Linked DNA regions of Mus musculus: all the other regions are linked to region 2. The links are chromatin contacts, called in public promoter capture Hi-C maps. All regions are on one chromosome and are shown on one strand. The core of a region is the stretch at or near the end of the contact, and the rest is flanking DNA. Distances in the headings are between cores, read along the strand shown.

Evidence for each region. Promoter capture Hi-C pulls out the DNA fragments that hold promoters and counts their contacts. Capture Hi-C pulls out chosen DNA fragments and counts their contacts.
Region 1: a contact with region 2 is called in a promoter capture Hi-C map of liver, with 6 times the contacts expected there. The contact joins the promoter of Gbp6 here to the promoter of Thoc2l in region 2. A contact is called at or near these places in 12 of 39 promoter capture datasets (the 3T3-L1 cell line, 3T3-L1-derived adipocytes, the C10 cell line and 6 more), 4 of 115 datasets of contacts at active chromatin or transcription factors (bone marrow-derived macrophages, cardiomyocytes, embryonic stem cells and 1 more) and 3 of 9 other capture datasets (adipose tissue, liver and macrophages).
Region 3: a promoter capture Hi-C map of liver shows a contact between it and region 2, with 3 times the contacts expected there. The contact joins the enhancer-like site here to the promoter of Thoc2l in region 2. A contact is called at or near these places in 7 of 39 promoter capture datasets (the 3T3-L1 cell line, 3T3-L1-derived adipocytes, cranial neural crest and 3 more), 1 of 484 Hi-C or Micro-C datasets (bone marrow-derived macrophages) and 1 of 115 datasets of contacts at active chromatin or transcription factors (bone marrow-derived macrophages).
Region 4: a promoter capture Hi-C map of liver shows a contact between it and region 2, with 2.3 times the contacts expected there. The contact joins the promoter of Klhl8 here to the promoter of Thoc2l in region 2. A contact is called at or near these places in 3 of 39 promoter capture datasets (embryonic stem cells, liver and second pharyngeal arch cranial neural crest).
Region 5: a promoter capture Hi-C map of pre-B cells shows a contact between it and region 2, with 7 times the contacts expected there. The contact joins the promoter of Gbp9 here to the promoter of Thoc2l in region 2. A contact is called at or near these places in 8 of 39 promoter capture datasets (3T3-L1-derived adipocytes, the C10 cell line, the HPC-7 cell line and 4 more), 1 of 484 Hi-C or Micro-C datasets (erythroblasts), 4 of 115 datasets of contacts at active chromatin or transcription factors (bone marrow-derived macrophages, effector CD8 T cells and memory CD8 T cells) and 2 of 9 other capture datasets (adipose tissue and liver).
Region 6: a contact with region 2 is called in a promoter capture Hi-C map of pancreatic islet. The contact joins the promoter of 4930542N06Rik here to the promoter of Thoc2l in region 2. A contact is called at or near these places in 6 of 39 promoter capture datasets (the 3T3-L1 cell line, the C10 cell line, cranial neural crest and 3 more), 2 of 115 datasets of contacts at active chromatin or transcription factors (astrocytes and large pre-B cells) and 3 of 9 other capture datasets (adipose tissue, liver and pancreatic islet).

The regions. Positions count from the first base shown.
Region 1 is chr5:105,291,241-105,295,847 of GRCm38.p6, reverse strand. Gbp6 (guanylate binding protein 6) reads left to right here and starts at 2,149. Exons shown (of 11, transcript NM_194336.2): 1 at 2,149-2,222.
Region 2 is chr5:104,505,333-104,509,838 of GRCm38.p6, reverse strand. It overlaps Thoc2l (THO complex subunit 2-like), which reads right to left and starts at 1,489. Exons shown (of 8, transcript NM_001166581.2): 1 at 1,268-1,489. It overlaps Pkd2 (polycystin 2, transient receptor potential cation channel), which reads right to left. Exons shown (of 15, transcript NM_008861.3): 15 at 4,020-4,506.
Region 3 is chr5:105,352,312-105,356,412 of GRCm38.p6, reverse strand. No RefSeq gene overlaps it. Among named protein-coding and RNA genes, the nearest start is that of Gm26519, 47 kb to the left of the region's middle. Within about 2 kb of position 2,137, at least 31 of the 459 cell types and tissues checked have an H3K27ac peak or open chromatin away from gene starts, as enhancers often do. A contact at or near this core is called in liver, where this site is marked.
Region 4 is chr5:103,909,357-103,913,477 of GRCm38.p6, reverse strand. Klhl8 (kelch-like 8) reads left to right here and starts at 2,219. Exons shown (of 10, transcript NM_178741.4): 1 at 2,219-2,362.
Region 5 is chr5:105,108,482-105,113,096 of GRCm38.p6, reverse strand. It overlaps Gbp9 (guanylate-binding protein 9), which reads left to right and starts at 2,805. Exons shown (of 11, transcript NM_172777.4): 1 at 2,805-2,892.
Region 6 is chr5:105,412,186-105,416,739 of GRCm38.p6, reverse strand. 4930542N06Rik (a long non-coding RNA gene) reads left to right here and starts at 1,564. Exons shown (of 2, transcript XR_389449.3): 1 at 1,564-2,488; 2 at 3,256-3,454. Lrrc8b (leucine rich repeat containing 8 family, member B) reads right to left here and starts at 965. Exons shown (of 5, transcript NM_001033550.3): 1 at 828-965. Gm32051 (a long non-coding RNA gene) reads right to left here. Exons shown (of 2, transcript XR_389452.2): 2 at 2,818-3,687.

The sequences.
Region 1 (4,607 bases), core at 900-3,399, 790 kb before region 2:
CTGTTCCTTGCAATCCTGTCTCAGCAGTGCCACTCAACTGACAGAAGTTGGACACATCCCTGCTTTGCTCCAGACCAGGGACTCCTCTGGCCTTCTTGGAATTCAAGAACCTGCTGACATGAACTTCTTCCCAGTCCTGGTGTGGACTCTGTGAGCGTTCTACCTGGGCCTGCAGATGGGTGGCCGTGCTGACACATCAGATGAATAGCCAGAGTTCACTGAAGTTGAAACAAGGTAAGAGTTTATCTCCATGCCACTGACCTGCTCCTTTGTCCCTTCATCACTCTGAGCTCTGCACCTAATGTCTAGGAGAATAAATTAAGGACCTTGAAGCTAGGTGCCTGGATATGGCCCAGTCTGATGAGTTAGAATGCCGGGTCTAGTCTCTACAGCACACTAGGCCAAGGCAGTTCCATGTGGAAGAGGTTTTATTGTAAGGGAGAGACAAGGTAGTGGCAGAAAGAGAAGGGTGAGAGAGAGTGAGGAAGGGGCGTTCTCCTCATTTATATGGAAAATGATGTAACACAGGTGAGTCAAGTGGATGTTGGGAATATGGTGCCTGTTGTCTTGGCAACCAGTCAGAAGGTAGCAGGTCATGCTGTCGCCTATGTGATGTCACAGGTTTGGGATGTCCTGATGCCAACACCGCCTCTAAGGGGTACTCCCTTGTTTAATCCTTCCTGTGAAATCACAATGGATCACTCTACAGCTCCCCCCTGCTTTGTGTTTCATCCTTTACAAATGGTGTTCAATCTCCCATCAGGGACAAAGTTCAGACCCCAGTCTGCCTCCCTAAGGGCTCAGAAATTAAAGCTTTCATTTTTCAGCTTCCATCTCTGAAGTTTTCTTAGCTTCTATATTGAACACAACTCCTACTTACTATTCTTTAATTGCTTCTTTTAAAATCAGGTTTTAAAATTGACTGTTGTGTTTTATGAAAAGAAAAAGAAGTCAGGTATATGTTTGGTGGCTGTCTGGTGTCTTAGTTAGGGTTTTACTGCTGTGAACAGACACCATGACCAAGGCAAGTCTTATAAAAAAACAACATTTAATTGGGGCTGGGTTACAGGTTCAGAGGTTCAGTCCATTATCATCAAGGTGGGAGCATGGCAGCATCCAGGCAGGCGTGGCACAGGCAGAGATGAGAGTTCTATGTCTTCATCCAAAGGCTGCTAGTGGAAGACTGACTTCCAGGCAACTAGAGTGAGGATCTTAAGCCCACAACCACAGTGACACACCTATTCCAACCAGGTCACACCTATTCCAACAAGGCCACATCTCCAAATGGTGCCACCCTCTGGTCCAAGAATATACAAACGTCATACCTGGTATGTTGAGGTGAAAAGGGGTACCTCTGAGGGCCAGTGTTGAAGCATTACCTTCTTCCTGAGGTACCAGCCACACAATTGTATAGTATAGAATACAGTTTATTTAAGACATGGAGAGGGGAGTTGAGGGGTTAGTAGAGACAAAGAAAGAGGGATAGAGAGGGGAGGAAGGAGGAGGAGGGACAGAGAAGAAAGAGGGTAAAAAAGGAAGAGAGGACAATTGAGCAAGAGAGGGGGGTATGTGAGGGTACAAGCAGCCCCTTTTATAGTGAGTCATGCCCACCTGGCTGTTGCCAGGTAATTGTGGGGCAGCCCAGAAGAAATGGCAACAGGGATGGTTCCTGCTTTAGAAAACACATGTTTAAAACATTAAACATGTTTGATCAGAAAGCACTGGGAATTTCCCCTGAGAGAAGCACACTTGCAATACTCCCGGATTTTGTAATTTCCACTGATGGCTGCCTGGGTTTTACTGTGCTTTATCTGTGCCAAGAAGGCTGGAGGAAACTGGAAATGGGTTCCAAGGAAAGAGAAGGTAAACAGATTCCACAGTGGAGGCCTGCTGTCCCTTGGCTGCAACAGAGTATCACACTGGCTTTTCGGGATAGACAGGAACCTCTGACCTCCCTTTCCAGTCTTGGCCAAGTTAACATGGCCTATTTTATTTTACTTTCAGTTTTGTTTCTGCTGCAGCATGTGATTTCTTTTAACTCCTTCTCTCTCTCTCTCTCTCTCTCTCTCTCTCTCTCTCTCTCTCTCTCTCTCTCTGTGTGTGTGTGTGTGGTCAGCTTACATAAAAGAGGAGCAAAGAGAGCAGGAGGGAGGAGAGCAGAAGGGAGCCTGAGGAGGCAGCAGCAGCTGAGAACTGCACTTGGACCTGTGCTGTGGGACCAGGTATATTTACTTTTCCTTTCTTTAAGGAGCAACTTAGTCTGGACCTCAGCTTGATTTCCAAGTCAAAGGGGCAACTGAGGGAGGGGGAAGGGAGGCAGATTATGAGCTCTCTGGTCTGCAGGGGGCTGTGGCTGGCTTTAGGTCTAGGAGGTCAGTTTCTTTCCTCTGATAAAGGACAGATACAAAGTGGCAGCCTGACACTGCTGGCTGCCCTGCTCTGTTAGACAAACTATGGGAAGAGCCCTGGTCCTGCCTCAGCTGGGACCACAACAGCTCCTGCCCTGGTTCACAGGCAACTGTAGGCAGAGGAAAGTCTCTGTGGAGGAACCGTGTGAGGAAAACTCAGCACAAGAGCTTGGCAAACATCTATCTGGAAATAACTTAGTTCCTACCTCACTGACTTTGAATTAAGTGTAAGAAGATAATCCAGTTCTATATTGATGTTTATGTTGTATGTGAGATGTAGAGATTACGTAGTGCTATGTGCATTTTGTTTGGGCTGCTAGTCTTATTTCATACATGGAACTAAGCTGCAGAGAGCCTGGTTTCTGGAGTTAAGTGACGTCACCTGTATCTAACTTCTGGAGATTCTGCACATTCTCCTTCCTTGGCATAATGTCCTCATGCTCATCTGGGACTGAGGGCAGGGCAGGGGAGGCAGGTTATGTGTTGTCTGACCTGTAGGAGTCTGTGTCTAGCCTAAGTCTATTAAGGTCTACAAAGTTGTGTACAGTAGTTAATTTTATTCCCTTCTTTGGCTGAATAATATTCTATTGTGCACATTGTCAGACTGTGTTAATGTATGCATCTGTTGGTGATCTGTTGGTGGGAGTCTGGGCTGTCTCCACAATGTGGGTATTGTGAACACAGCTGCCATGATCACTACAGCTCAAAGGTCCATCCAAGTCCTTCTTTGCTATTTTGTTTGTGTTGTAATCAAAGAAGAGCTGTTAGATCAGACATAAGTATTGATTTTCTCAAAAGCGAGGACTGTTTCCCATGAGGTAATATTCTGTATTCTTAGCCACAGAGTACAGACACCTGAGTTGTCTAAATTCTGGGTTACATGGATTTGTTTTTGCTTTGTGTGGTAGCTGTCCTTGTGTGTATGGTTTGATTGGCACTTCCTCAATATTTGTCAAAGACATGTTATAAGAAACAATGGGTCTATAGAATTGTTGTGCAACAAAAACAAGTAGTTCTTAAAAATAACAGCATTCATGCTTAAACTGTAAACATCAGCAAAACTAAGTAAACAATTTCAAATAAATATGTATGTTAACCCAAAGCAAGCTTCAGCCTCAGTAAGCTCTAAGAAGCCAAATCACACATGATCATGTGACTCTAGACTCTTACACCATGTCCCTCAGCATGGCAAAACAGAAATAGTGTAACGGAAAGTTTCTTCATTTTGCATCCATGTTTCCCTAATAAAACCTGATTGCCATTCTGTCCTGGGAACAGAGACACTTCACCTTTCACTCTGGTACATCCCAATTTGGACATTACATCTTTTTCAAGTAAGTTTATTTAAAAATTTTATAGTTTTCTCATACAAGGTGATTTGCAATATTGAGTACTATCTTGTGTGCTCATGGACATTTGTAAGCCTTCTCTGAAGAAATTTCAACCCAGTGCTTTTCTCAGTTTAGAACTGAGGTGTCTGTGATGAATTGTAGAGCCACTTTGTTTCAGATAGTAACCCTTTATCACACATGTGATTTACTACAGGTCTTCGTCACCCATTCTTGGGTTGCCTTTTTACACGCTGTATAGAATGCTCTGGTGCACGAATTTCTTAACTTTACAGAGTGGATTTTTTTCTATTTATTTGCTCATGTTGAGATTTTGTTTTCATGTTCAAGAAATAATCCCTACTTGAAACACAAGTTAGGTAAGACTGAAACCAGGTTAGCCCCAGGTTAGCCTGCTGTAGTTAAGGTCTGCATTGCTTCCTGCAGTCAGAACCTGTGTCAGGTGGGGTGCAGGTAGGCAGTAAAAAGTCAAACAAGGACTCATGTAAGTCCCACCCTTTAGTCAGCTGCACATCTCAGTGTTCATGTAATTCATGGGAACTGTTCACAGTTTCTACATATTTTTAGCCATCTTAAAATCTATTCATGGAGATACCAAGGGCCTAGAGCTCACGAGGCTGCCATTTTGCTGTGCTATTCTGGTTTTGGCAACTTGCTTTTCTCATTAGCAGCATGGTAGAATAATCCATAACATGTAAGGACTTTAAGGTTTTTGAGGTCACATACTAAGGGTGCTCATTACAGGGCTTAGCATATAGCATGCAGTGACCTTGCTTAAGGCCATTATTTTTTGGATTTTATTCCACTGAAGCAAAACTTTATAGATGAGAGCAGCCCATGTGTTATTAAA
Region 2 (4,506 bases), core at 240-2,739:
AGGCATTTGATACACACACACATGTATGCCTCTCCATTACAGCAGTGGTGGGAATTAAACTTGGCCTACATGGTTTATTTTCATAATACCAGAATGTTTCATTTGGCTGACTATCCTGGTCTCTATTTTGTGATGTGCTTTCTTTTCTTTTGTGTTTTCTTTTACCTCTATGTCAGCAGTTCTCAACCTTCCTAATGCTGCAACACTTTGATACAGTTAGTTCCTCATGCTGTAGTGACCCAACCATAACATTATTTTTGTTGCAACTTCATAACCTACTGTTATGAACTGTAATGTGAACACGGTTTCCAATGGCCTTAGGCGACCCATGCTACTTACACCATCTTTTGGAACTACAAAGCTTGCTGGTATCAAAATAACTGTTAAGTATAAAGAAGCTAGCATCCCCATTTTGGCTTGAAATGAAGCGAGAGTATTTATATGAGTGTTTAAGATTAAGACGTCTTCTGCAAAGCATTCAAAAGAATAACTTCTGCCAAATATTTGGGCATATCATGAATACATGCCTTCAAATTTGTATAAAGTATACTGCAGTGTTTTCAGTACTCTATAAACAATCAACGTTCTTGTCCATGCACCTTGGCTGAGTTTCTTGAACTGGGGCTTCCCAGTTCAAGTTAACAATAATGCCCAGTGTCAATTTAAGCTGATAATATTCTGATTTTGGTTGTAAATATGATCCTGAAAATCTCCTACGGGAGGTAAATTTCTGAGGGCAAATGTAGCAGGCAAACCTAGGGACGGCAAAACACACTCCTAAAATCCTGGCACCCCGTCCTTTCTCTTAATTTAATCGCAACCACCTTCCCCGTATCCAGCATTTCCACAGCTTCAGAATATTGCAAAAAACTACTTATTAGAACCGGGTGAGGAATACTGAAGTAATTCCCGGTAGTGCTGTCAACTCTTCACTCCTTTCGCTCCAGTTCCTGAGTTTACTGCACCTGGCACACAGTTTAACTCTTCGGAGCTCGCGGTCCAGAAACCACCTACTGCCTGCGGGCCAGGTAGGCGTTCTATGTGCCCAGAGACGCTCACGGGAGCCACCAAATGCCGGGGCTGAGGAAGCGCCCGGTGACACCAGATCTCATTTAAGGTCTGTTCGCTTCAAGAACGCCCCGGAAAGACTCGGGGGTCTGTGGCTTTCCCCTGCGTGTGTTAGCACAGCCCGGTCCGCCAAGCCGCCGCCGAGCTGGACAGAGGCCGCAGCCCGCCCGCTCGCCTGGGGGCCGCCATGCCGACTCACCGCTCGCTCGCGCTCCGCCCGCGCCGCCCGCCGCGACCGCGCCGGCTCGCGCCTCCCCGCTCCAGCCGCCGCGAACCGCCTCTACGCCGCGGCTCGGGAAGGGCTTCACCGCTCCGCGCCCTCCTGACCCAGCTCGATAGGGACACCAACGACACACCGCCGACTCCACAGAGCGGTGGGAAACCGGTCGGGATCTCCTCGGCGTTCGGCTGACGTCACTGCGGAGGGACGGCGGCGGTGCAGCGAGTCCTCTGCGCACGCGCGGCCGCACTTCGGTTGCTGGCGGGGGGCGGGGGGCGGGGGGCGGGGGGCGGGGTGGGGACTGAGGTCGTTGGTCATCACTGCGCCTTTGTTAGAAAATGCCTTGCTGAGGTGACTGTGTGCACTGGCGGTTTCATTTGAATGTGAATGCTAAATACAAACAATTCTGAGAGCTTTCCGAAAATGATGTGGTTCAACTGGTGGAAAATCTGGTAGTGTACTATGGAAAAAGTCTGTTTATCTCCCAAAGTATGTTGCATCTCAAGAGAAGTCAAGGCATGAGTTAGGGAAGGACTAAAATACTTGTTCACTGTAGACAGCTGCCAAAATTTGTTCCCAACCAAGCCCTTAAAGCTATTTATAAAACTTTTTATCAGAAGGATGTATGTATGCATTATACAGAAACTTGGAAATATTTTATAGTTATTGCACATTGTACTGGGAGAACTGGGACATTGCTACTTGTGGGTGTCTGTCATGCTCTCTATCCAGTATGAAAAGAAGCTTTGATGAGGGGTGAAAGTTAAACTTCTTTATTTTTAGATTAAAATTCTTTTTAATTTAAAAAGGCATCAGGTTTTAAATACATTAAGAATTGAACTCATATTTTGACCCCATCTCCGAAAATTGTCATTTCTGTTGTTATCTGGTTATTATGTCGTGTATGTATAAAATCAATAAATTGTTCAGGAGTATATATCTGACCATTATGTTACAAAGCAACAGAAATACATAAAATCAAATGAGATGTGCAAATATGCATATATGTATCTCAAACACATGACTTAATAAGGTTTTTTTGATTCAATAGTAAGCTGTAGACAGATAGAGATGCACATTAAAAAAAATTTTTACCATGATCAGGATCCACTACATTGCCTTGCATATAACAGTAGATACTGTATAAGTGGCTTGGTCACTTTCCAAGCAATTATTTCTATTTAGATGTCTTTGCCCAATATGAAAATAATGAATGTGGGTGGGAGATTGTTCATTTTTCTTTCCCCAGCAACTATTTAATGCCTGCATCTTGGCAAGAGCTGCACTTACCTGCAAACATCATGATGTCATTTTCCTTTATCCTGTGGTGTATCTGTGCCACATTTGCATTGCCCGTCCATCACTCGAAGGGCATTTAGGTGGTTCCCCCTCGCTAGCTATGGTGAACAGAGCAGCAATGGACACTGCTAAGCAAGCATCTGTAGGAGGATGTCCTTTGGGCATATGCAGAGGAGTGGATCTGAGTCATGGTAGATTTACTTTTAGCTTTTTGAGCAATATTGAGCATGCATGGTTTCTTATATATGGTCCCCAACTGGTAGAACTATTTGGGAAGGATTAGGAGTTGTTACCTTATTGGATAAGATATGTCACTGGGGTGATCTCTGAGGTGTCAAAAGCACACACCACTACCAGTTAGCTCTCTGCATCATGTTTATTATCTAGATGTAAGCTCTGGGCTACTGCCTCACCGCCATGTTTACCTGCTTGATGTCATACACCTCACCATGATGGTTGTGGGTTTGAAAGACTCCGTGAGGAGCCCCTCGCTCAGGCGTCGGGACAATAGCGGACACCCAAGAACTCATGAGAGACCAGGCTTGATGTAAACCACATGAGGCTTTATTCGGGGAAAGCCAGAGCTCTGGGGACGACTCATATCCCACGCAGGGGTAGAGGATTCGACCACGAGGGGAAAGGCCAGTTTTTATAGGCCCTCAGGGGGGAAAGGAGAAGGGAGGAGTAGGGGGTTTCCAGAACTAAACAATGTCTATTCTCAAGAAATGGGTATGGGAGGGGTACAAGGAAAGAGTCTGGTGCAGGTGTAGCAACTCAGGATTGGCCCGGCTGTGGTTGCTGGGAAGATTTTCCGACTCTTTCTCAGCAACCAATATCACAAACACCTGGCAGTGAGGTGCAGCAGTGGGCACACACCTGGGTTCAAGGAACGGTCAAAACATTGGCAGACACACGGGTTCAAGGAGTGGCCAGAGCATTGTGCACCTCTATTTTTCTAAATCAGTGAAGCTAGTTCTGCTAACAGTGAAATCTATCTTGCCAATTTCAGGGCTTCTGTGACCTTTTACATTCTGTCAGGATCTTTCAGGCTCACCCACTGTAAGGACCAATAAACTCTTTCTCTATAAGTTGCCTGGGTCCTGTTTATGCTAGAACAGCAATTGTAACTAAGATAAAGGCTATTTGGTACTCCACTATACAGGCAATTGATTCACGCTGTCCTGGAGTCTTTGTCCTAGGTTATACTTCTGTGAGTAGTGGGGGTAGCGGCGGGGGAAGGGGGGGAAGTACCCACCATGCATGACAGGTAGACTGGGAGTCTAAAAGTTTACATTTAGTGTAAAAATGTATAAATGTGTTACTTGTATCATTCCATGACACAGAAAATAAGGTGCTTTCCCAGGGTTTATGCTATGATAAAAGGCAACCCCCCCTCTTTTTTATGGAAACAAACGTGTTTTTAACACCATGGTACTATGTCAAGTCTTTATTAAGTAATGTACACATTATTACAGTTAAGAAATTGTTGATGTCCAAAGAACCTTGTATATGTGAAATCTTAACTATACCCTTAACAGAGGGGAGACTACCAGGAAGGTGACTAGGGATAAACTTCACAGGACTAAAGTAGAAAAATATATGAACTTATATCTAAAGGGAAAAAAAGGAGAATTCTACAAAAGTTTACAAGTTAAATGAGAAACACTGTAATAATAAGCATCATAAAAGATGTTCTAGTGACCATAATAGGCATACGGCACATGGTCGATACACATGGATACCACATAATTAATGCACTTCAAGTTGAAGTTTGTTCACTTTGTAACAGTACAGTACGCATACATAAATACATACATACAATAATACCCCTGCAATGCAAAATCCAATACCTAGGAAGGAAAAAAAATTAGTGTAGCATATTCAAAAGAAAATGATTGATGTGCAGCCATCAGAATCAG
Region 3 (4,101 bases), core at 888-3,387, 850 kb before region 2:
GGATTTGAGGACTCAGGTGACAACCTAGGTGGATGCAATCAACAGTGGAGTAGTTTCAATGGAAAAGTTATTTCTATCACAGAAGAGGTAGAAATATTGTTGTTCTACCTATAGGGTTGCAGACCCCTTCAGCTCCTTGGGTGCTTTCTCTAGCTTCTCCATTGGGGGCCCTGTGTTCCCTCTTATAGAGGACTCTGAGCATCCACTTCTGTATTTGCCAGGCACTGGCATAGCCTCATATGAGACAGGTATAACAGGGTCCCTTCAGTAAAATCTTTCTGGCATATGCAATAGTGTCTGGGTTCAGGCACAGGTTTGATCTATTAAAACCCAGGGCCTCTCTAAAAAAATGTGGTAGAAATACTATCACTGTTGTTGGTCCTGGCTAGATGGAAGGGGACACAGAATTCCACTTCTAGCTGAGGAGTCACAGCTACTGGTGGGGGCTGAGGGAGTCATGTTTTTATTTTTTTAGTGTTGCAGCCCCTGGTGGGATGACCACCATACAGTGAATGTTATACACCCAAGAGTGTATGGGCTGCAAACTATACTTAGTGCCTTGTCTGGGGACAACTCTAGTCCTGCATGAGAACTCAGTAGCTGTGCAGAAGGCAGCTGACCACTACAGTGGGTAGAAGGCCCAGTGACTGAGGCTCCCCTCAGACATGTTCCAGAGGCTGCTGATGCTCACACAGCCTGTGAGAAGGAAGTCATTGTTGTCTTTTCAGTTGTGAATAAGTCACATTTTTGATTCTTGACTTATTCCAAGTCTTAATACACCAGAAACTACTTCTCATGAGAGGTAGTCAAACTGACATTTTTACTAGGTTCTTTGAAAATTCCTTTCTGTTTTTTCCCATTTGGTCACATCTCTGTACATTTTCCTTGTAGGAATCAGTAGTAGATAAGGAGGTGATTTGTACAGAAGAATGAAGAGACATCTGTGATCACCAAGGGAGAGCTGGTCAACTTCAGCGGCTCTCAGAGAGAATTCAGCCCCTAAGGTTTCAGTGTCTGAAGGTCGTGAGGGAGAAGACTGAGCATGACTATTGAAGGGTGCTCAAGAGAGGAGTGAAGGTAAAGAGCTGGGAGCATGGGGGAGGAGTGAGGGTGAGGAGCAGGGAGCACAGGAGAGGAGTGAGGGTGAGGAGCAGGGAGCACGGAAGCTATGAGGTGAGCATGAGGAGGTGTCTGATGGTGTTGACACACTACAGCTCCTGAAAAACCTGAGAAAACAAAGCACCTTACCCTCTTTTCAGCCTTGAGAACCAAACTCAGGGACCTGAATGATGACCTATTATACCACCCAAGATCATGTATGTGCATGTGTGTACATGTATGTGCCTGTGTGAGTGTGTATGTCTGTGCACTGTATTGTGTGTGCATGTATGTGTGTGTGTGCATGTGTTTGTGTGTGTGTGTGTGTGCATGTCTGTGCACTGTACTGTGTGTGCATGTATTGTATATGTGCATGTGTGTTTGTGTGTACTTGTGCATGTCTGTGCACTGTAATATATGTGCATATGTGTGCACATGTGTGTGCATGTTCATGCTCATGTGTGCAGCAGGCCTGTATACATTCGGTTGAAGTATAGAAAGACTTTAAGAGTGCCAAGCATATACTTGCTATGAAATTGTGAGTCTGCTAGCAAACACAGAAGCTCACAGTCAGCTATTGGATGGATCACAGGGTCCCCAATGGAAGAACTAGAGAAAGTACCCAAGGAGCTAAAGGGATCTGCAACCCTATAGGTGGAACAACATTATGAACTAATCAGTACCTCGGAGCTCTTGACTCTAGCTGCATATGTATCAAAAGATGGCCTAGTTGGCCATCACTGGAAAGAGAAGCCCATTGGACTTGCAAACTTTATATGCCCCAGTACAGGGGAATGCCAGGGCCAAAAAATGGGAGTGGGTGGGTAGGGGAGTGTGGGGGAGGGTTTGGGGGACTTTTGGGATAGCATTGGAAATGTAAATGAGGAAAATACCTAATAAAAATATTAAAAGAAAAAAAAAGAAATTGTGAGTCTGGGGGTTTGACTTTTGAGGATTCACCCTCTAAACTGAATGCTCTTCCAGCTTAGCAGAGTTGCCGGGCAGCCAGAGAGACAACCCTGACAAAGCTCAGCCCCTGAAAGGCATTTCCTGGAACATGATTCTGATGCAAACTGAAAGCAACTGAGCTGTTGTGTAAATGAGGCATTTCTAGGAACTCAGTTGCATTTTGTGTCAGCAAAATAGGAAAGTGATTTTTTTAAAGGCTCCAACAAGATATCCAACTACAAAATTAAAGTACAAAGGTTATTAAACTACTTACTCTGGTGAGATTTTTCTTCTTTTTAAAAAGTCTCTGTGTCTTTCTCTTTCTCTGTTCTGTCTCTCAGTTTCTTTCTTGCTGACTCTGTCTCTATGTGTGTGTGCATGCTGTGTGCACACACGTTTGTATGAATGCGTGCATGTTCATGTGTGTCTCACTGTGATGGAGGTCCTTGCTCTCCATGCTGTGTGAGGCAGAGCACCTCTTTTGTTTCTCAGTATTCTTCTGCCGCTGTCACGTGCCTTGCCACACTAGCACTGAGGTTGCATATGCACACTGCAGCCTCACATGGCCTCACATGGGGATCTAATCTCAGGTCCTCAGGCTTGAATGGCCAGGGATCTACAAACTAAGCCATGTGTCCACACCCCAGATACTTCTGCAGAGTGCTTGTAGACACTGCATTTTACACTGTCATACCTATGTGTCACATCTAGAAAGGCTTCCTGGCATGGGTGATGGTTTTGGTTGAAAACTTCACTGAAGTCTCAGAACTGTCATTGTGACTCTTCAGTGTCTGCTGTTTCCCTGCCCTCCACAGTTAAAGCCTCCCACAGGGCTTCCAAAGTCAGTGTGGCTGTGTGATTTTCAGCTGTCTGTGTTCGTGCACAGTCTTCCTGTCATCTCTCAGAGAATAGCTACTGAGAAAATATAGTAAAAAGGCAAAAGGAGAAGTTTATTATTTTAAGATCCAATGTAAATTCTTGATGAAAATGTTTGTAACAAAAGATTTATAAAATCTCTCAACATACCTTCAGAGCAGGGCAGGGGCATGAAAAAGAATATGAAAAAAAATGAAAAAAAAAAGAATATGAACACCAGAAGAGACCTGAACAATGAAAGAGTGATGCCTTAGTCCCATTAGAGAATGTTTTCATGGTCAACAAGAGTGGGAAAATAAGGTAAAGGAGAGGGTGCAGCCAAGCATAAGGGGTTGAGAGCCTGTGGGTTCCCTCACTTGTGACAGTCAGAGTCTTTAGAATAAATGGCATTCCAGATCTTCAGTGAGATCCCCACACTTGTCTTTGAGTTTTGGGGTCTCCTATTTGGAAGTGAGGTTCCCACAAAGTAATGAACTCAGTTCTGTGTCAGCTGACGCCATTGTTCCTAAGCCTAGGGCCACACTCCTGAGCACAGCATCTTGTCTGCTGCAGCAGGCTTCAGATCTGGACCCAGCAGCTTCTATGTCAGCCTTTGAGCTCACTCAGGCACCACAGGAAAATGGAGGAGCCTTCGATTTGCCTTTGCTTTTGGTGGGCATGTACTTAGAGACTGCATGTTCAAGTTAGAACCAACTTGGACTCAGTAGATGAGAGAGTCCTTGGGAAACAAGTGTGTTAGTGGATCTCTGAGAGCAACATCCCAGGAGGGGGAGGGCAAGCCCATCACAGGGATGCTAACTCTGCTTGGAATTGGCTGTATACAGGGGGTGAAATTGCCTGTTGTGGGAAAAAGTGCTTTGCTAGTCTCCTTGTGTTCTCACAGAATCCTTGGAAACAAAATAGAATAAAAAAAGAAAAAAAAATAAGTAAACTATAAGAAAAGAAAACACTCCCCGACACCATACAAACAAAACCAAACAAAAAACAAAGCAACTTGAGGTAAAATGTCTACACAAATACCAATGATCTCCTTTTGTGTTAGCCATCATATGCTGGGCATGGGTTCTACCTGTAAGTGTGGTTTATTACCCACTGTCTCCTTTGGAGAAAACAGATGTTTCCTTTGCAAGCAGATGTCAGTTGGAGATACCTTCTTGGTTAGGCATAGAGACTGTGTTC
Region 4 (4,121 bases), core at 970-3,469, 600 kb after region 2:
GTGTTTTGTAAGGGTAAGAGAGAGAAGCCCCGTGTTATGATGAGTTGGTTTGTTTTGATTGGGCAGGTGAGCCAAAAGGGACTTTTGGTTGCTGGACATCATCATTTCAATAGTTGGACTTTGGTCGTCAGCCTCAAGAGGGGAAGTGGTCAAATAAGGCGACAGACCTCGATGGCTGGTGTCAGGAATGCAATCTACTGGTTTTAGCAAGGCAGAAGAAATGGGAGACAGGGGCAAAGCCTGCCAGAGCCCTGCTCACCTTGCCAGGGCTGGCCAAAGTCAACCAGTAGGGTGCTGGGGACAGAACCTGGGTCCTCTGGAAGAGCATCCAGTGCTCTGAAACACTGATCCATCTCTCTAGTCTGATTTAAAGATAACTTTGTCAGATTGATTACATGGGTACCGGACAGAAAACTATCATTAATTTATTAGCATAAAATGAGCCACGGAGCCAAGGCCAGGAAAGGAAGACACCAATGTGTCTTGGAGGTAGAGCACAGGAGGTAATTGCTTTTTGTTTCCGTTTTTTTCTGTTTTGGTTTTTTTAGACAGGCTTTCATTGCTGTAGCCCAGGTTAGCCCGAGGTTATCATTATGTAGCCCAGGCTGGTCTGGAACGCTTGCTCTGCCTCCTGAATGCTGGGATTCCACAACTCCTGGTTCAGAGAAGTTTAAACAAGTAAGACTGGCATAGAGGAAGGGGATGGTCAGAGTCCATGAGTGGGCAGACAGGGATACAAGCCAGTGAGGTGCTGCAGCAGGGAGGTGATTGTCTTGATGGTTCATTTTCACGCTGAGACGTTCCGCAACTCTGTCCAGACTTTCCTGCTGCTGCCTGCAAGCTTCATCTCCTTTACAGATGAAGATGAAATTGTCTTCTTGATTAAGTTTTCCGAATCCATTTGCAGACAGCATCTGAAATGTTGGTGGAGGTTTAAAGCCTTTTAATCCAGGATTAGAGGGGGAGACTTAAAATATAAAATGCAAATGCCGACTGGGATTTAACATTACCGTTTATTCCCACCCAGTGCAATCAGATAATTACTCAGGAGGTGTCATCACATCCTTTCTGGTTTTAATTCATAGAGATCAGGGTAGGGGAGTCTAATATCCTCTGTTTATGAACCAGCTTGTGTATTCTCAAATGAAGCTAAGAAAAATCTCTAGATTTAGAAAACCACATGCTTCGTTTCTTTTTAGTTTATCTTCACTTTATAGATATGTAAAATAATTAGGTGAAATTGTTGTTATGGATGTATCCCTCTAAGGACAGGTCCTTGTCCTGGCTGCCCCGCTCCCTCGTTTTTTCCCCATTTGCTATGAATATTTAACTTTAAGATTTATTATTATTATTATTATTATTATTATTATTATTATTATTATTATTTTTGCCTGAACCCGCTATGCCAACAGAAATTCCTCTCTAGGTCCAGAGTTGTAGCAATTTATTCTCACTGTACCGAAATACGTGACCAAAACCACTTGAGGAAGAAGGATGGATTTGAGCTCTCTGTTTCAGGGGACTTCGGATCCTCATTTTCGAGGAGCCCTGCAGAAGTGGCCCTAAGGCAACGGTTCCCACCCGTGGGTGATGTTTGAGCAGGTTCTGGGACCTTTGGGGTCTAGCTGGCACAAGCAAACCAGTGCAAGTGAGCAGGTGATGACACCTGTCTCCTTCAGGCCCAGCTGGAGTCTCTGTGGTTTGCCTAGGCTGGATCCAATTTGTATCTTTATATCTCAGCCACAGGAACAGCTGACCTTATCTTCCTGCACCAAGCCACCTGGTCTATGGCTACATTTCGAATATGCTTTGAAGATTCTGGAAGCTTCAGAATGCCCTGGAAAAAAAGAGTTCAGGGAACTATCCTAATATATGCCCTTGCTCTTTTTCCCTACATTTCCAGCAACTTTACTGAGAGTTTGCCTTATCTCACCAGTTTATACTAGCAATTGTGTTTAACACTCGGTATTTAGTTCAATTACTTCCTTGCTTTGCAGACACAAGCTGTTTTGTATACATTTTGCAGAGCATGAGATAAAACTGATAGGAATAGCTATAAAATCTGGGATATTCCCCACGCAGGGGATGAATACTGGGAGGGATGGAAGGGAAACGCAGGCGCGCTCTTCAAAGAGGCAACAGAGAACTACATTTCCCAGAGTGCGGCGCGCAGCACGCTCGTGCCTCACCACCCCGCCCCGCCCCGCCCCGCCCCCGCGGCTCTCAAGAGCGCTCGGCCGAGCCGGGCACGAGCGAGCGGTCGGGCCGGTGAGCGCGTCCCCGGGGTGTCCAAGCGGGGCTGGCGCGGCGCCGGCGCGGAGCGGGTGTGGCGGCTCGGCCTGCGCGGCGGCCGCGGACAGAGGTAACCGCTGCGTTATCCCGCGCGCGGGTCTCAGCCTGGAGCGGTCACCCGCGCTCGCGTCGGTGAGGAGCTGCCGGGCGGCGCCGGCGCCTTCCCTCGGGGAACCGAAGGGATCCGGGCGGGCCTCGCGGGCCGCGCTGTCCTGAGCGGCGGCGCAGGTGCTCGGGGTCCGGGTTGGGCGACTTCAGGGGTGTCCCCCTCCCGGGGTTCGCGGGGCTCCTGCAAAATCCGTACCCGGCCGGGTGGCGCTGCTCCAGGCTGAGCTCGTGGCTTGCTCCAGGGAGGGTCCCCGATTTGTGGACACAGTTTGGGGTTCCCAACCGTCTCCCGGGCTTGCACGGCCCTGATGTTACGGTTTGGGGAGCTTGTTACCTTCCTTTTCCTGCAGGCAGTATTTATTATCATGCATTTCGTGGAAATCCTCGCAGTTTTGAATATTCTTGCCAACCTGCTTTAATTGCCTACCTTTATATTTTGCTTCTTACCTTAAGGTATTAGCGTAGGCAGATACTTTGGGCAATAGGTCTTACTTAGAACCTGGGTTGCCACAGTAATTAACCTGCCAGGTACACGTGGGTTTTTTTTCTTTTTTTCTTTTTTCTATTTAATGCTGTTCTCTCTCTCTCCCCGCCCCCCCCCCCCTCGTTAATTGTTTTCAGTCTTGTTTCCCCATCTTCCGTGAGCCCTGGCCGTGCTAAGGGGCGGGTGGGGTACGTTTAGTTGAGCAGAGACCCTCTGCTAGTGCTACCAGAGCTTGTGAACTGCGTGCAGGTAGCTTTATCATTAGCCTTTGCTTCTCTGCCTGCTTTCTCCTGGCACCTATTTTTTGGTTTGTCAGTCAAACCAACTGACCTACTTAAAACTTTAGTCATGTTGCCTTGAAAATACCAAATAGTTGGAACACAAGTATAAAAAGAAGTCACAAGATGCTGTATTCAGCTGTATGCGCTTGGATTTATATTCATTCTTATATTTTTCTACCCCTCCTCTCCTATTCTACCCCTCCCCCTCCACTCTACCTCCCACCCCCCAACCTTGAGCATGCCGGGAGAACACACTACTTACCACTGAGTACATCTCCAGTCTGAATTTTTACGTTTAAAACTATTCTTTTAGCATTTGATAACTGTTAGTGCTATTAATTTGTAACGTTACACATTCCTTAATAAATTCCAAATCCTAATTTGAAGTCACAGCGAAAGCTAACCAGAGTGTATAATTTCCCCATTCCTACAGAAACCCAACCTCCCTGTTGTAAAGTCCCTCGTGGTATCAGAACCTACACTGATGTTTCATGATCTCTCAAAATTCTGTCCTTTATGTTAGGGTTCAAATAGAGTGCTTGCCTAACCTGGGTTTCATGTCCAGCACTGCACAAACTGGATGTGTCGGTGTGTACCTGTGATCCCAGTACTTGAGAGACAGGAGAGCCAGAAGCTGAGAGTCATCATCAGCTACACTGAGTTTGAGACCTGCCTGGGCCTGTCTTGTCTCAAAACAGCAGCAGCAAAATCTAAACAAAAGGCTAAAAATGGGTATTTAAGCTTTTCCCCTCCTTCCCTTCTTCCTTCCTTTCTCTTCTTTCAGATTTTCGAGATGGCATTTCTGTATAGCCTTGACTGACCTAGAACTAGCTAGCTCTATAGACTGGCTGGCCATGAACTCAAGAGAGATCTCCCTGCATCTATCACCAGAGTCAGCATTGGCATATGCTACCACCACCCAGCTTAAGCCATTTCTTATGTCTGAATTTTCAACA
Region 5 (4,615 bases), core at 1,556-4,055, 600 kb before region 2:
TCAAAGGTTAACCTAACCAGATTATAATTTTCTCTCTTAATTGTTGGGCTTTAGCAGCTATGTTGGCCTCCCCCTTGGACTGAAGTTTTGAATACAGTATTCTAGTCTTCAGGATAAATCAGTAATTTATTAGCAACGACAATGGACGAGTTCTCAAGTCATTAGAAATACCATAGGACTTCAATTATATTTCAACCACTGAGTTTCTTCATAATAATTGTACCAAAGTATCAGCTGAATACTTCCCAAGGTGGAGCCAAACTCCAATGGCAGCTAATTCTACCCATGTCAAACAATGCTCAGTGTGTACAAAGTCACTTTCAGTATCATAGATAGAGCTACAATAGAGCTATGTCTTACTTATATGCTTCTAAGGTCTTGAATGGATTAATTTGCATTCAATTTCGCATAGTTACTCCAGATTTCCCAATTTATAGTTAGTGTATTCTGATGACTTTCTGTGTGAAAATATGAATGTAACTGAAATGGGAGAGCATGCAAATCCAGCTTAGACAGAAACTGGAAGTGTTGTCAAGAGGCATTTGCTCAAGAGGCCAACTTCTATGTTGATATTTGTTCTGCCCAAACAAAACAAAAGTCCATAGCAGACTCTGGAAAACCCTTTCATATTGAAACCATCACGTCTGTGGGTGCTTTTGGATCACATTTGCCCTTGGGGATCTTTCAGTATCTCATTGACCATCAATACTTGCAGGCTGTCTTAGGGTTTTAGTGCTGTGAACAGACACCATGGCCAAGACAAGTCTTATAAAGGACAACATATATTTGAGGCTGGCTTACAGGTTCAGAGTTACAGTCCATTATCAAAGTGGGAGCATTACAGCATTCAGGTAGGCGTGGTGAAGGAGGAGCTGAGAATTCTACATCTTTATCTGAAGCCTGTTAGCAGAATACTGACTTCCAGACAGATAGATTGAGGGTCTTCAAGGCACATCCATTCCAAAAGCCACACCCACAAAGCCACACCTACTCCAACAAGGCCACACCTCCTAACAGTACCACTCCCTGGGCCTGGCACATACAAACCATCACACTGGTAGAGGCAGTACTTACTTGGGTAGGAATGATGAAAACGAGGCCTAAAACACTGTACCACTGCTTAGTGTAACTCCCTTTCGCTCATCCTCAGGAGGCAACGCCAGAGCTGAAAGCTTCAACAGGTCCACAGAGTATAAATTTATACTCTCCAGATGGAAATGTTCTGTCTTTGACCACCCAGTATTTAAAAAAAATATTCTATGGCATAGTTACCTGACAACAATCATGGTACAAACATTCTACAGTAACTCAATGTTTTCTGCTCTTACATCTTCACTAGTATAAGTCTTAGGACCAGGAGTCAAGGTCAGAGGATTTGTGAGTCTCCTTTTTAAGTCATATTCTGGTGTGGTACTGTGCATTGAGTATTTCATTGTCGCACATTATTTGGTACTTTTGTTTCTTTCTATACAGAAATAGGTATTTGATAATATTCATGATGAATAGAGAGAGAGTTCACTGAAGTAGAATTAAGGTACCAGTTTACCTCCATGCTGCTGACCTGCTCCTTTGTCCCTTTATCACTCTGAGTTCTGCACCTAATGTCTAGGAGAATAAATTAAGGACCCTGAAGCTAGGTGCCTGGATATGGCCCAGTCTCCAAGGGGTACTCCCTTGTTTAATCCTTCCTGTGAAAACACAATGGATCACACTCTGCAGCTCTCCCCACTGCTTTGTGTTTCATCCTTTACAAATGGTGTTCAATCTCCCATCAGGGACAAAGTTCAGATCCCAAACTGGCTGCCTTCCTAAGAGCTCAGAAAATAAAGCTTCATTTTTAAGCTTCCACCTCTGAAGTGAGTTTTCTTAGCTGCTACCCTGAACACAACTCCTACTTACTATTCTTTAATTACTTCTTTAAAAACAGTTTTCAGAACAACTGTTGTGTTTTCTGAAAAAGAAAAAGAAGCCAGGGATATGTGTGGTGGAGGTGGGGTATGGTGAAGTGGAAGGTGGTATGGGGGGTGGGGGCATGCTGAGGCATCCTGTCCTCCTGAGGTACCAGCCACACAATTGTATAGTATAGAATAGAGTTTATTTTGGACATGGACAGGGGATTTGAAAGGGTAGTAGAGACAGAGAAAGAGGAACAGAGAGAGGGAGACAGGAAGCAGGGAGAGGACTTGAGAAAGAAGAGGGTAAGAAAGGAAGAGAGGAAGATCTCAGGGAGAGAGATTGAAAGAGAGAGAGAGAGAGAGAGAGGGAGAGAGAGAGGGCAGAGTGGACAAGCAGCCCTTTTTATAGTGAGTCATGCCCAGCTCGCTGTTGTCAGGAAACTGTGGGACAGAGTCCAGAAAGAAATGGCAACAGTTATGGTTCCTGTTTTAGAAAACACGTTTAAAACATTAAAGCTCTTCACTCAAAAAGCACCTGGAATTTCCCCTGAGAGAAGCACACGTGCAATCCTCCCAGATTGTGTCATTTCCACTGATAGGGGTCTGGGTTTACTGTGCTTTATCTGTGCCTAGAAGGCTGAGGAAACTGGAGATGGGTTCCAAAGAAAGAGAATGTAAACTCTTTCCACAGTGGAGGCCTGCTGTCCCTTGGCTGCAACACAGTTTCTCACTGACTTTTCTGACACTAAGCATCCTCTGACCTCCCCTTCCAGTCTTGGCCAAGTTAACAATGCCTTGGCTTACTTTACTTTCAGTTTTGTTTCTGCTGCATCCTGTGTGTGTGTGTGTGTGTGTGTGTGTGTGTGTGTGTGTGTGTGTGTGTGTGGTCAGCGCACATAAAAGAGGAACAAAGAGAGCAGGAGGGAGGAGAGCAGAAGTGAGCCTGAGGAGGCAGCAGCAGCTGAGAACTGCACTTGGACCTGTGCTGTGGGACCAGGTATATTTACTTTTCCTTTCTTTAAGGAGCAACTTAGTCTGGACCTCAGCTTGATTTCCAAGTCAAAGGGGCAACTGAGGGAGGGGGAAGGGAGGCAGATTATGAGCTCTCTGGTCTGCAGGGGGCTGTGGCTGGCTTTAGGTCTAAGAGGTCAGTTTCTTTCCTCTGACAAAGGACAGATACAAAGTTGTAGCCTGACACAGCTGGCTGCCCTGCTCTGTTGGAGAAGCTGTGGGAAGAGCCCTGGTCCTGCCTCAGCTGGGACCACAGCTACAGCTCCTGCCCTGGTTCACAGGCAGCTGTAGTCAGAGGGAAGTCTTTCTGTGGAGGAACCCTGTGAGGAAAATTCAGCACAAGAGCTTGGCAAACCTCTATCTCGAAATAACTTAGTTCCTACCTCACTGACTTTGAATTAAGTGTAAGAAAATAGTCCAGTTCTCTCTTGATGTTTATGTTGTATGAGATGTAGAGATCACGTAGTGCTATGTGCATTTTGTTTGGGCTGCTAGTCTTATTTCACATGGAACTAAGCTGCAGAGAGCCTGGTTTCTGGAATTAAGTGATGTCACCTGTATCTAACGTCTTAGGATTTTGCACATTCTCTTTTCTTGGCATAATGTCTTCATGCTCATGTGGGACTAAAGACAGGGCAGGGGAGGTAGGTTACTGTGTTGTCTGGTCTGCAGGGTCCATGGATAGCCTTAAGTATATGAAGGTCTATAAAGTAGTGTGCAGTAGAATTTTATTCCTTTTTTTTTTTTTTTTTTTTTGCTGAATAACATTCTATTGTGCATGCTATCAGACTGTGTTAATGTATGCATCTGTTGGTGATCTGTTGGTGGGAGACTGGGCTGTGTCCACATTGTGGGTATTGTAAATACAGATGCTATGATCAATACAGCTCAAAGGTCCATCCAAGTCCTTGTTTTCTAGTTTGTTTATGTTGTAATCAAAGAAGAGCTTTTAGGTCAAACATAACTATATATTATCTCAGAAGTCAGGACTGTTTCCTGTGAGGTAATATTCTGTGTTCTAGGCTGCAGAGTACAGACACCTGAGTTGTTTAAATTCCAGGTGACATGTATTTGTTTTTGCCTTGTGTGGTAGCTGTCCTTGTGTGTATGAAGTGATGCTTTGTGATTTGATTGGCACTTCCTCACTGTTTTTCAAAGCCACGTTATAATGAACACTGGGTCTGAAGAATTATTGAGCAACAAAACCAAGTAGCTCTTAAAATAACTTCATTTATGCTAAACCTGCAAACATCAGCAAACCTAAGCAAACAATTTCAAATAAATATATATGTTAACCCAAAGCAAGCCTCAGCCTCACTGAGCTATAAGAAGCCAAATCACACATCATCAAGTGACTCTAGAATCTTTTTTTCTTCTTAAATTGGGTATTTTTTACATTTCCATTTCCAATGCTATCCCAAAAGTCCCCCACACACTCCCCCACCCACCCACATCCACTTCTTGGCCTTGTCGTTCCCCTGTACTGAGGCATATAAAGTTTGCACGACTAATGGGCCTCTCTTTCCACTGATGGCTGACTAGGCCATTTTCTGATGCATATGCAACTAGAGACAGGAGCTCCAGGGGGGTACTGGTTAGTTCATATTGTTGTTCCACCTATAGAATTGCAGAACCCTTTAGCTTCTTGGCTACTTTCTCTAGCTCCTCCATTGGGGGCCCTGTGGTCCACCCAATAGCTTACTGCGAGC
Region 6 (4,554 bases), core at 315-2,814, 910 kb before region 2:
TAAACGTTCTCTCTTATTTTTATATAGCAGTTGTTTTTGTTTTGTTTTGTTTTGTTTTTTCCTGTTAAGTTCTCAGACAAGACCAGAATGTATTCAAGAAGTCCATACGCTGGTATTGACTTTTAAATTTAGGTTTGTCCTCTGGGGTGGGGGTGCAAAGGGATCCTAGTGGTAGTTTTTCTAACCACACATCAAAGTCTTCCACAAACACATGACTATAAGCAACCTACGGACTTTGGGAAGTCAGTTGAGGACACGGATTACCGAGCCTCTTCCTTCTGACCTGTCAGCACCTGCAACCTAGGAGGAGGAACCACCGAGTCTTTAAATGGAAATCAGTTGACCCCTTCCAGCTCAAACGCTAAAATCACAGCTGTAGGCCAGTAAATACCCCAGAGCATAAAATGTCGACAGGAGGCTCCAGGGCAGGGGGCAAACGGCGGGGACCTGGTGTGGACCCCCTCGAGCGAGCGCCTTCACTTAAGGGGAGACCAGGGTGGAGAGGGAGGGCCTTTCCCTTCGGGGGCGGGGAGGGGGGTGGTGGATACACAGGTGCGTGTTCAGCCGTAGGGACAACGAAGGCACCGCCTGGGCGCGGCCGCCCCCTCCTCTCGCCCCATCTGACCCCAACATCCAGGAGAGGTGCCCGCAAGGGACCGCGCCCTCCTTCCCCCGGGGGCGTGGGAGCCGGGCGACCGCGGCTTAGCAGGTGACTGTGCCACCTGCCCGCAGCGGGAGACCCAGGTGAGGCGCCGCCAGGTAACAGCACCTGCCCTGCCGCCCCCACCTGCTGCTGCGCTCCCCCTTCCCCCGCCGTCCCCGCCTACCTTCGTGTCGGAGCCCCCAGGCCCGCGCTGCCCGGCCGGCCGGGGCGAGCCGAGCGGCCGGCGCCCGCACTCCGGCGGCTGCGGCTCAGCGGGAAGCCCCGGCGCTGCCCGGCTCGCCGCCCCGGAGCCGCTCCATTGTGACGCGGCGCGCGCGGCCGGCCAATGGGCGCGCGGCGGCGCGAACCGCTGACTAAGTTCGCGCGCGGAGGAGGAGCGGAGCGCGCGGGCTGCGCAGGCTGCGCAGGCGGGAGCCGGGGACGCGCAGCGCCGCCTCCGAGCCGCCCTTACCCGGATCGCTCCGCCACCCGGCCCGAGAGTCCACCCGGCCTTGGGACGAACCGCGGGGGCCGGTGACTCACCCTCCTGCTGCACACAAAGCGCAGCTGCCACCTCCCGGAGCCAACGCCATGCGGCCGCCCGGATGCACTCGCCCAGCCTGGCATCCGCGGTGCATGGCAGCCACACGCCTCGCCAGGAGCTGGGGCTGCATTCCAGAAACCCAGGAGCCGGGCCTTATGGCCGTTCCCCAGGCGCTCCACCCCAGCAGAAGACCCCTGCCTTCTCACGTGTGCACCCCTGAGAAACTTGTTATTGACACAACTTACTCTACCAGGAAGGGTGGGGTGTGCCGCGCAGAGCCTGCCTTAGTGAAGTCCCTTTAACGCTCTTTAAGTCGAGTGACTGGAAAGGTTGTAGGGCCCCTGGGAAGGAGGAGAAACTAAGCAGCTTCTGGGCCTCCAATACCATCTTTTTCTTTCCAGTGTCTTTATCTTCAGCGTGAGGTGACAAGATAGAGGGAGTACACATAATAGTATTTCATTGAGGATGGTCACCTGTCCCCCATCCACATTCTTCTCCTGTTAATGGCCCTGTATTTGAAGAGTAACAGTGTGCCTTGCAAGTTAAGCAAAAATTTAATCCAAATTCAGAACTCTGGGCTATTTAATAGTTCTATCCTCCTCCTCGAATCTTTAACTCCCCCACACCCTCCCTGTTCTGTTTTAAGCTCAGTCTTTGTCCAGGTTATTTCTAGCACAAGGATTCAATTCAGCAAGATTTGTATCTCTTAGTTGCTATGGTGTTCCCATCCCTAGGTAACAAAACACTCCCAGAGGAGTAAAAGAAGACAGCATTTGAGTCACCTGATCAGTTGGGCACCCAATACCTCCACACACTACGAAGGTGTGGAAGACTGCGCTGTATCCAGTAGCGACCAGTCATATCAGAACTCCAGCCCGAACTGCCCTGGAAGTCACTGCTATACCCGGTCCTTGTCCAATTCACTCTGAGTGGCAGTTGCATTGAGTCTGAAGCAAACATTGAAAACACTGTGAGGACTAACGGCTCCACAGCTAAGAGCACAGACTGTTCTTGCAGAAGACCAGAATTCTGTTCACAGCTGCCGACAACTCCAGCTCCAAACGTTCTGACACCCTCTTCTGGCCTCCAAAGGCATCCACACATATATGCACCTACATATATGTGCTCCCACACACATGTGCACCTACATATATGTGCTCCCCCGCACACGTGCACCCACATACGTGGCACACACACTGCACACACACACATCTTTTTTTTTTAATTCTTTCATTTGAACATACAACATATTGTCATTAAATTGTGTGTATGACCTTGTGTACACATTTGTAATTCTAGATGTAAGTATGGCCCTCAAACTGCTTACCACCTGGACAAAGAGGTGTTTGTTTTTTTATTTTCTTGTTAAGATTTGTATTTTTATGTGAGCATACTGTAGCTGTCTTCAGACACACCAGAAGAGGGCATCCAATCCTGTTAGAGATGATTTTGAGCCACCACGTGGTTGTTGGGAATTGAACTCAGGACCTCTGGAAAAGCAGTGTTCTTAACCACTGAACCATCTCTCCAGCCCCCAGACAAAGAGTTTTTTAAGTATCAGTTTGAGGGGGAAAAGTAAGTGCTGTAATAGAATCAGAGTATTCTAACATTATAAGCTGGACGTTTCTGATTTTTTTCTTGGCTTAATGTTTGAGAAGGGACATTTCCTCCTCCAAGACCCTAATAATGTTTTCTGTCACAACAACATGGCTGCTTGTGTGACTTTGGGGAAGTTACTTAACCCTTTGTGTCCTCGTCTCTACAGCCAGAGATTATAAGCTTGGTGGTCAGTTTAAATTCAATGGGGATGCATATTAAAATCGGCTTCCTTGTTTGTAGCTCAACCTATCAATAGGAAGCAACGGAGATCAAGTTCATTCAAAATGTGTTACGTCTGGCAAACCCCACAGATGTAGCTGTTAAATGTGATTGCTGTTAATACATTCCTAATTTTCATCAGCAAATGATGGCAGTTCTTATTACGACAGTTGTAGGAGCCAGATAGAGGACTTTGTACTGCTCTGGAAACTCCTGGGCTGTCATTCAGGTTTTTCCGTTTTTGCTTTAGGCTCCAGGTGCATCATGGCCTCAGCTGCTCTCAAATCTGAAACCTGGCACATCAGCATCATCTTGGCCCTTAAAGAACATATTTGGTGTCTTCCTCTTGCTTATCTGCTCTGGACGTCATCTTAAAATGGTGGTTCATCTTCTCGGCTCTTCAGACAAGCTGTAGATTAGAGAAGCCAAAATAAAATGATCTAATTTTCTGCAATGCCTCACTCTTTCTGGCGGTAGGGTCTTTCCATTCATGTGACAAAGGGACTAAGACCAGAGGTGTGTGTGGTCAGTTCCTCTGTATAATTGATGGTCACTAAAGTCACAGATGTTAGAAAGTAAGGGATTGCTTCAAGTTTGTCATCTTATAGGTAGGTGAACTCAGTGACCCCAGGAAGGAATTTCCTAACTTGTGGGATTGGCAGGTCTCTCTTGTGTTAGTTTCCTGGAATAAAACAGAAAGGTCTTTGAGCAATATGTAAGCTCCACACCATGTGGCTGCCTTGATGAGGTGAGTTTTCTCTGCTCTTGGAAGAACTTTGGGTGGTTTATAAGAGACAGAATAGTATCCAGCATTAATAGTTCTTTCTCCAGAGGTCGGAGGGATGGCTTAGTGGTTAGTGAGATGACTTGGTGGTTAAGAGCACATGACTCACAACATCGTAGCACCAGCTTCAGGAAATCTGATGCCTCTGCCCTCCTCAAACACTTGCACTCATGTGCACCCCAACACACACACACACACACACACACACACACACACACAAGTTAAAAGTCAATCTTAAAATAGTTCTTTTTCATTTTAGTAATTTTTCAATTTCTGTGATAACGAGAAATCCTTTTTTAAAATGAAATATAGATCTGATAGAGGTGAAGACAGAATACCAAAGCAGCTATAGTAATGAATTATCTTAAAAATATAGACCCTCTTCTTGTAGAGACGGTATGTTCAGAGGGCACATCATCTCTCTCTCCTACTCCTCCTCTTCCAGTCTCTCGATATACAGCCCTGTATATACACGGTATACTCGCTATAGAGCCTGTATATACACGGTATACTCGCTATACAGCCCTGTATATACACTGTATAATCACTATACAGCCCTGTATATACACTGTATACTCACTATACAGTCCTGTATATACACTGTATACTCACTATACAGCCCTGTATATACACTGTATACTCACTATACAGTCCTGTATATACACTGTATACTCACTGTACAGCCCTGTATATACACTGTATACTCACTGTACAGCCCTGTATATACACTGTATACTCACTGTACAGCCCTGTATATACTATGTA